Linked DNA regions of Capsicum annuum: region 2 is linked to region 1. The links are chromatin contacts, called in public Hi-C maps. All regions are on one chromosome and are shown on one strand. Each heading gives the region's core, a stretch centred on a gene start, on an enhancer-like site or on the middle of the called end of the contact. The rest is flanking DNA. Distances are from core to core; before and after follow the strand shown. Region 1 overlaps LOC107853233 (protein PIN-LIKES 3). Region 2 holds the start of LOC124895915.

Region 1 (4,155 bases), core at 724-3,223:
TCTTGTATGCCCAGTGAAATGACAATAGTCACACTTCTTCCCTTTGTAATTCTAATTTCTATTACTAATTTCTGAGCTTCTATTGATCTGCATTACAATAGGATCTGATTTCTCACTTGTGATAGATGCAAAAGCAAGTTATTGCAACTCATCTTTTGCTATCATAGCATATGCCTGATTAAGAGAAGGTGTAACTTCCTTCAATAGAATCTGTCTCTTAGCCTGATCATAAGAATCATTCAAGCCACCAAGAAACTGTATCAACCTCATTTGAGCAAGACAATCTACATAATCCTTAGAACTTGGACAATCACACGAAGGAGCAGAAATCACTGCATCATATTTACTACACGAACTCTTTAGCTTCGTGAAGTAAGTAGCTACTGAATCAGTTTCTGTGATAATGTGTTGATTTCTCTATGTAATTTATACAATCTCATACAATTCACTTTATCAAACATTTCCTTTAGATCTTCTCCTTCACGAGCATTTGTTACATATACAATTTCATTCAGCAACTCTGAACTAACTGAGCTCATCAACCAGGATAATACTATGGTATTAGCGGTCTCTCATTTTTCATGTAACTCTTCTCTGTTACATCTTCTTATTGCATGCACCAGTCACAAAATCAAATTTCCTTTTTCCCAATAATGCAATCCTTATTGATCTACTTCACACTTCATAATTCTTTGATCAAACAAGCTTAACTAAAATCAGAGTAGCTCCAGACACATCTAATGTGCCTATGAATAAAGGATCACTCGAATCAATCTTAGGTGCCATTTCTACTGCTCTACATCAATTACAGAGGAAAATTCAATTTGAAATCAATTGAAAAATAAAAAATTACAGCTAAATAGAGATTAATTCCTTTATCACGATAGAGATCTAAACTCTATCTATCTAGCATCCATGGTCGTTGCTTTGATATCATGTAAACTACACTAACATCGAGTAGAAAGCTTGGCTAACCAAGCTGTATTGAACAGAGAAGAAGAAGGAACTATTTTATTAACTGTCATGTTGATTGCATTGTTCCCACTAGCGTCTATATATAGATGAATGTACATCTTCTAGAAGCTTCTCATCTCAACTACATTACACACTGCACTACACACTTAGTTGCCAGCTCACCATACGACTAACAAACCAACTAACTCAAATGTACAGTAAATCAATCAATGTAACAGTAAAACTGAAAAATGATCACAGTAACTAAGCTAACAAACACAATAACTAAGCTAACTAAATGAACTTTCCAATATACAGGGACATGTTATGAGAAAGATCAAACAACATATAAAAATATGGACACAGAGGATCAATTTCAAAATGTTGTTTGCACCCTCAACAATTGCTACGGTATGAAGATCACATTACTCCTCTGCTTCAATTCATGTACTTTTTACAGAATAGAGCGAGCATTGACTGACAATATAATCTGCAAAATGGAAATTATATTTTCTACAGATCGTTGGGATCTTGATTGGTGTATCGTCCTTGCTAAGAAAGCTAATGATTGGAAATGAGGCTCCATTGCATGTTATTGATAGCTCTGCATCTATGCTTGGGTATAAAGACTGAAATAACTTCATTTTAAATGAGCTTATAACAAAGCTTAATTTTGAATGTTTTGTATATATAACATGGCAATTGACTTAATGCTACTATGTGTTTTGTGCTGCAGTGAGGCTACAATACCAGCAATGACATTGATAATTGGAGCAAATCTTCTTAAAGGTTTGTTTGAGGATTCTTCTGATGCTTCTTGTATATGAATTTTTGCATTATCACTTTATTAGTTCAACATTTTCACAGTACTTATCATAGATGGATATCAAAAATTCTTATATTATCAATGTGTATAAATTAAACTGGTGTTGGCATTTAATATAAGTGCAGGGCTGAAAAAGTCAGGAGTAGGTATGTGGGTGGTGATAGGGATTCAAGTAATACGTTATGTGGCATTACCACTATCAGGAATTTGTGTTGTGAAAGCTGCACGCCATTTTGGATTGGTTGGATCAGATTCCTTATATCAGTTTGTACTTCTCTTGCAATATGCACTTCCCTCTGCCATGACTATTGGTATCTACCAGCTCATCATTTACTTCTTCCCTCTCTCTTTGTTTTTCTACAGTATTATATTACTTTATCCGTTTCCTTCACGCCTCCCGGGGAGCTTCCATCCATTTTGCTTCTTTCGTGACTCAAACTCACTATCTTTTGATTGAAAGCATGGAATGTATATCATCTGAAGCAACTCCCTCTTGTCTATTACAATACTTTCTTCGTTTCAGTTTATATGACATAGCTTAAGTTAATTTCTTAAAATGTATAGCCTAAAACACATCATATATTAGTGTACCTATAATTTTTTTTGAAATTTATGACGTGAAAAATGTGATAATATTTATGTGGTTATAAAAAGTTCTCATTAAAGATAAAATAAGAGATGTAAAACTAATTATTTTCAAATTTAGAAGATTGTCATTTTTTTTTTTTAAGAAAATGACCAAAATGAAAAGGGTGTGTCGTATAAATTAAGGAGAAGAAAATATCTTTTTGGTTATCTAATGATGTAAGAAATCTTATGCGCACACTGAAAAGTTTATATATGTAGAAATTAAACTTTTCTTTTGCAAATATTTGTGCAATTATTTCTCATTTCAAAAGCAATTTTTGTCTTATTCTTTCCATTTGGCCTTTTTTGTTGGAAAATGAGCAGGTACAATTACACAGTTGTTTGAAGTTGGTGAATGTGAATGTTCAGTGATTATGCTATGGAATTATGCACTGGCATCAGTTGCACTTACTCTATGGACGACTTACTACATGTGGATTTTATCTTGAGTTATTTGTACAAAATAGAGATATTCACCGTTTGGTTATTTAGTTACAATATCGCCAACAAATATATTAGTTTTGTATCTTTCAATATAATTGTTCGCAACAAATTTTCGTTGTGCGAAAAATTAACTGCAAGCAAAAATAAAAATAAATAAAAAGAATAATTTTTTTAAAAGTAATTTTGCGAGTACAATTCCGTTATTCTCTCGATTCTTATCTCCTAAGCTTTTCCGTAATTTGAGGGCCTTTATAGCATAATTCTTGAACTTCCGGATGATTTGAGCCTCCCAGAAATTTGTTTAGATCTCCAGGAATTGTTTGTCAGCACTTCGTCTTATCGAGTTGACCTCCGGGCAGAATTCCGTTAGTCGATTCGTTGAAGAGCTGTGTAATCAATGCAAAAGCTTCCTCCAATGCTTGTAGAATGACCTCAGAAAATTGTGTAACCCTCCTATTTATAATTGTAGGGGGTAGGCAGTCCAAGTGTAAATAACCCCTTTTGTCTCATTCTGATTGGTCCATTCAATTTTCAAGCTTATCACAAATGTTATGTGACAAGGTTGCTTGTGATTGGCCAAAAACATGTCATTTGAGGCACTTGGCGATGTTTTATTGACTCTTGAACTTGACTTGGATTGCCACATCATTTGATGAGTGTGGTCTTGCTTCATTGGTCTTTAATTTGACTGGGATGCCAGGTCATTTGACACGTGGCATAAGTTTGGGCCTCAAGGTGAGATGGACCTTGAAGTCCTTGATGAGGAATAAAATGAACTTATTATTTTTATAGCCCAAAATGATTTTACACCCAATAAAATATGGGTCAAGTCCAATTTTTATATGAATATGACCCAATAAATTTTACGTGTTTATAGATGCCCCCTACTTCAAAGCTCGTCAAGGTGTTTTATTTGTCAGACCTGTTAGAGACGAGATTTGAAGTATTTGTGGAGCCCTCATTTTTTTTTGCAAAACTTGAGCACTTTGTCGAAATCCGACTCCTCAAATTCATCATAATCTAGGTAGAATAACGTGAATCCCTTCCTTAGGAATGTAAAATTCTGCTTAAAACTAAATATATCCAAACCTTGTAGGATTCAAGTATTAGTCTTATATCAAATTTTAATAGGATTAAATAATGATGTTATCCCACTTCAAAAAGGATTAGGAATTTGACTTGTTTTGGATACTTGGATGTCCTAGTTCTTCTTGAAGACAACTTGTTCAACAAATTTCTTTTCGAAATCAAGCTGGGGCTTTCAGAGTCTATATAAGGACATCACCGCCCCATTAAGTCATTGT
Region 2 (4,155 bases), core at 788-3,287, 140 kb after region 1:
GCTATCTTTGAGAAGCCTTTAATAAAACATCTATACACTACTAGAAATTACCCCTATTACAACAAACCTTTTGGCAACGCTTCTAAAAGCATTGCTATAGAGCATATATTGCAATGCTTCTAAGTGTTGCAAAAAAAAATTGTTTTAGTTGAACTATTTTGTGTTATAACCGTTGCTATTGATGAATAACCATAGCAATAGGGTTACTTATAGCAATGGTTGCATGAACTGTTGCCATAAAGCCACCTATGGCAACACTTAATTGACACAAAAATGCTATTGCATCGGCTGTATTTTTTCCCTCCCAAAATTTTCACTATATCCACCAAAAATTAAAATAATATATAACATAAATTAAAGAAGTATATATTGAAAATTTTCCATGACTTAAATATTTCCCCACTCTCAACCACGCACTGCCATACGCTCCGACCACATGCCACCACCGGTACGCTCCTACGACCACACATGACACACCACCAGCTCCGATGACCACACACAACACGACACCAGTAGCTCCGACCACACACCACCAGTAGCTCCGACGACACACCATCAATTCGATTTCAGCTTTCAATTTGCACTTTAATTTCAGAGCTAATTTACGATTTTCTTTTTTTATTTGATGATTTTAAGGTTAGTGTATTCTTGTAACTGATAATTTTGACTTAATTTTATGAGTTTCTATTTTGGGGTTTTCTTTTAGCAGATGCTCCTTTATGATTTGAAAATGAGTTGGAAATCAGAAGTACTAGTCATGGAGCTTGACAAAAAAGGATTGTTGGTATATATTGTTGTGTCGATTGCCTCTTATCATGTATTTACTTTTAGTTTTGATATTTATGATTGTAGAGTAACACCATATTGTTCTTTTTTGGTCTTAATCTTTCTGCAATTTTATCTTTTTTTGGCTATGTTTAATGTTTTGGTACATATTTTCAGTATGCTTAGGTTTTAAAATAATTCCATCTAATGTTATCTATTGAAAAAAAAAAAGGATTGTTGGTATATATATAGTTGCGTCGACATACTTATATCATTGCCATAAAGAGGAACTCTATTTGATTCAGTGGAGGCATTATTTCTTTCTTCTTTGTCTTGATGGTGTAACTATAGTTAACTTGTAGCTGCTGTTGTCAGTCATGCTGGACTGCTAGGGGTTGGAGTATATGCTTTCATATTGTTGTAATTGTAGAGGAGATTTTGAGAGAGCACTGGGAAGTAAAAAATTTGAGCTAGTTTTGGTCATCAATATTTTGTGTTTTACACTTATATTCAGAATTGTTCAAGATAGAAGGGGCCTCTTGGAGTTACTGATCAAGTTACTGCCATGTGGCTAGAGGTCATGAGTTCAAGCCGTGGTGAAAATCTCTTGCAGAAATGCAAGGTAAGATTGTGTACAATAGACCTTTGTGGTTTGGCCCTTTCCTGGACCTCAAGCGTACCAACGCGTAGTATATTGGACTACCCTTCTATTCAAAATTGTACGAGATAAAAGAACCATTCGAGGAGTATGCATAAATACATACATACAGGCACCACAATCAAATCTATACACATTATTATTTCAATCAATAAGTAGGAAGTAATTATGTTACTTATGTACTTAGTGTTTTATCTCCTCTTCTGTTTTTCCTTCTTTTGCTCAGTTGGGTGCTATTAGGTGCTCTTAGAGGTGGTTTAGACTTTGCTTTTAGGAATGAATTGTGCAGTAAAACGTATGAAGGGACAAACATGTCGAGTACCCATCACTGGGTCATACAGTAACCTTTGAAAAGTATGCATGCTTTCTGTAGATGTCGCGATGCTATTGCTGTTAACATTTCTCTTTTAATTCCTTTGTTGTTCAGCTTTCTGCAGACTTACGAGATTTGAGGAGACTGGGCCGTGCTAGCTTATCTTAAAGACAAAGGCACCGAAAGCTTCCTCCCTGGTCAGTGCTAATCCAATCACCTCTCTGAAGCACGTAAGTTGTTTCAACTTGCATGTTTTACATGGAATATTCGACATAAAATCTGGTTTTGCTTTTTCTGAATTATGAAGGAGAAAATGTACTAGTTTAATAATATGCTTTTTAACTCTTCTGTAGTTCAGTGACCAAACTTTCGCCAAAGAAGTGGGGTATTTCTGGAACGTCTAGCTTTCTTTTGGCTACATTGTTTGCTGGAGTCTCAATTCTGCTGAACCAAGGAATAGATATTAGGGCTAACATTTCTGCAGTCTTGGGTCTTGCCATTCTAGATGCTATATTACTTGGTGGGTCTTGCTTAGCACAAATCTCCAGCTTCTGGCCTCCCTACAAGCGTCGAATTTGTGTTCATGAAGCAGGCCATCTCCTTATTGGTAAACCATGTTTCTGCAACACAGAAGTTACTGCAATAGAATGAAAGTACTTTAGAAATTTGATTCATCCATCTTTCATATATTAAGTTAGGATAACCTGTACTTCTGGATATTTAAGTTTCGATACGATGACTTGCCATAGATATCATCAGCTTGTTTTCCCAACAACAACTGCTCAGAATATCAGTATTATCCTGTTTATTACTATCAGTCTTTATTGTTTGTAACATTCGAAGGAAAGTAAAGTTGTAAACCTACCTCTTATAGTAATTCATATATCCTTTGATATAACTGCAGCATACCTGATGATTTGTCCAATTCGTGGTGTAATTTTAGACCCAATCGTTGCAATGCAGATGGGCATTCAAGGACAGGTATGTCACTGTAGATCCTTCTTATTGTCTCTCTAGTTCCCAGTGTAATGCTGAACCACTTGTTAAACTAACAGCCAACAAAGACCACAAATACATAGATAACTGCTCCTCCCCTTCTCCTTAAGTCTTTTAAGGCAAACAGATGGGAATTCAAGACATCTATTTCTGACCGAACATGCACAAAATAGTATTTCATTAGATGCCACACACTGTACAACAGTATAATCCATGACATGATACAGATTTTTCTTATTTTCCATTTCCCTCTTGTGGGATGACATTGGGTTTGTTGTTGTTGCTTCTAGAAGCTTCCAAATTTAGGGATTGACTATGTGTCAGCGTACACTCTTGCAGTTAGTTATCTTGTCGGTATTTCTCATTGAAGAATAGGGGACATGGCACAGTGCAACATATTTATGTAGGCATCCCTCAATTTTTTCCTTTTCCTCAGTAGTGATTGTCCTTGTTCCATGAGAGAAACTTACAATTTAAATAGTGAGAGCTTCAGTTTCTTATTTTCTTGGAAATCAAAGTTGTCTTCCACACATAAGGTTGTGGACCCATTTTGGAACTTGAACAAGTTAAAATTTGCTCACTTTGTCTTGTGATCTTCTTCTATTTTTCTTTCATGCAGGCAGGAACACAGTTTTGGGATGAAAAACTTGAAAATAAGCCCGCTGAAGGCCGGTTAAGTGGTACTGCATTTGACAGGTGGATGTCCTAGTCACTTATTTTGTTTACGATTATTCCCTGGACAAAATACATTTCTATGCTGGAACTGGCTCTCTCAATTTTCTACATGCCATATTATTTAGTTCTTTGCAAAGTCTCGTCAAATCTCCATAACAAAGGAGATCAAGAAACACAGTTTCTTGCACCAAGGTAATTAAAAATAAATTTTTCAGGTACTGCATGGTTCTATTTGCTGGGATTGCCGCTGAAGCTCTTATATATGGAGAGGCCGAAGGTGGAGAAAATGATGAAAATCTCTTTCGGAGCATCAGTGTTCTTCTAGAACCCACACTCTCTGTGGCACAGGTCTTTCTCTGGTTAAAGGTATTTGCTTGTCTAGTAACTCTTTGCTTTTGTAATGCAACATTCGATGTTTTCAAACAAATGTCAAATCAAGCAAGGTGGTCATGCTACAATCTTATAATCTGCTGAAATGGCAAAAGCAAGTACATAGAGCTGTAGTAAAATCTATTGAGAGTGGATGCAGTCTGAGTATGGTCATTAAGAAAATTGAGGAAGCCATGTCAAGATATTCGTAGTGTTCACATTTTGTGTTCAATTTGTCCAACCATATGTACCGCTGTGAAATGCCTCGAACTCTTTGGTTAGCGCTTTCATCCATCTTATTCCAGAGTATGTGGTAGCACTTGTGTTAACAATTAAACCTTTAATGTGAACCTATTTGAAGTCTCTGGGAATGATACAT

The links. A called contact is a pair of places that touch in the nucleus more often than the background predicts.
Region 2: a Hi-C map of leaf shows a contact between it and region 1, with 3 times the contacts expected there. The contact joins the promoter of LOC124895915 here to the enhancer-like site in region 1. A contact is called at or near these places in 2 of 5 Hi-C or Micro-C datasets (leaf and placenta).

What each region holds. Positions count from the first base shown.
Region 1 is chr2:3,816,773-3,820,927 of UCD10Xv1.1, forward strand. LOC107853233 (protein PIN-LIKES 3) reads left to right here. Exons shown (of 10, transcript XM_016698232.2): 6 at 1,273-1,365; 7 at 1,474-1,574; 8 at 1,691-1,743; 9 at 1,906-2,091; 10 at 2,732-3,032. The coding sequence ends at 2,856. Among protein-coding and RNA genes, the nearest start is that of LOC107853233, 16 kb to the left of the region's middle. Within about 2 kb of position 1,974, at least 1 of the 5 cell types and tissues checked has an H3K27ac peak or open chromatin away from gene starts, as enhancers often do. A contact at or near this core is called in leaf, where this site is marked.
Region 2 is chr2:3,955,540-3,959,694 of UCD10Xv1.1, forward strand. It overlaps LOC124895915, which reads left to right and starts at 2,038. Exons shown (of 10, transcript XM_047406461.1): 1 at 2,038-2,051; 2 at 2,090-2,343; 3 at 2,641-2,717; 4 at 3,352-3,428; 5 at 3,623-3,773. The coding sequence starts at 2,038. It overlaps LOC107853232 (a long non-coding RNA gene), which reads left to right and starts at 266. Exons shown (of 3, transcript XR_007050749.1): 1 at 266-636; 2 at 1,650-1,777; 3 at 1,851-1,966.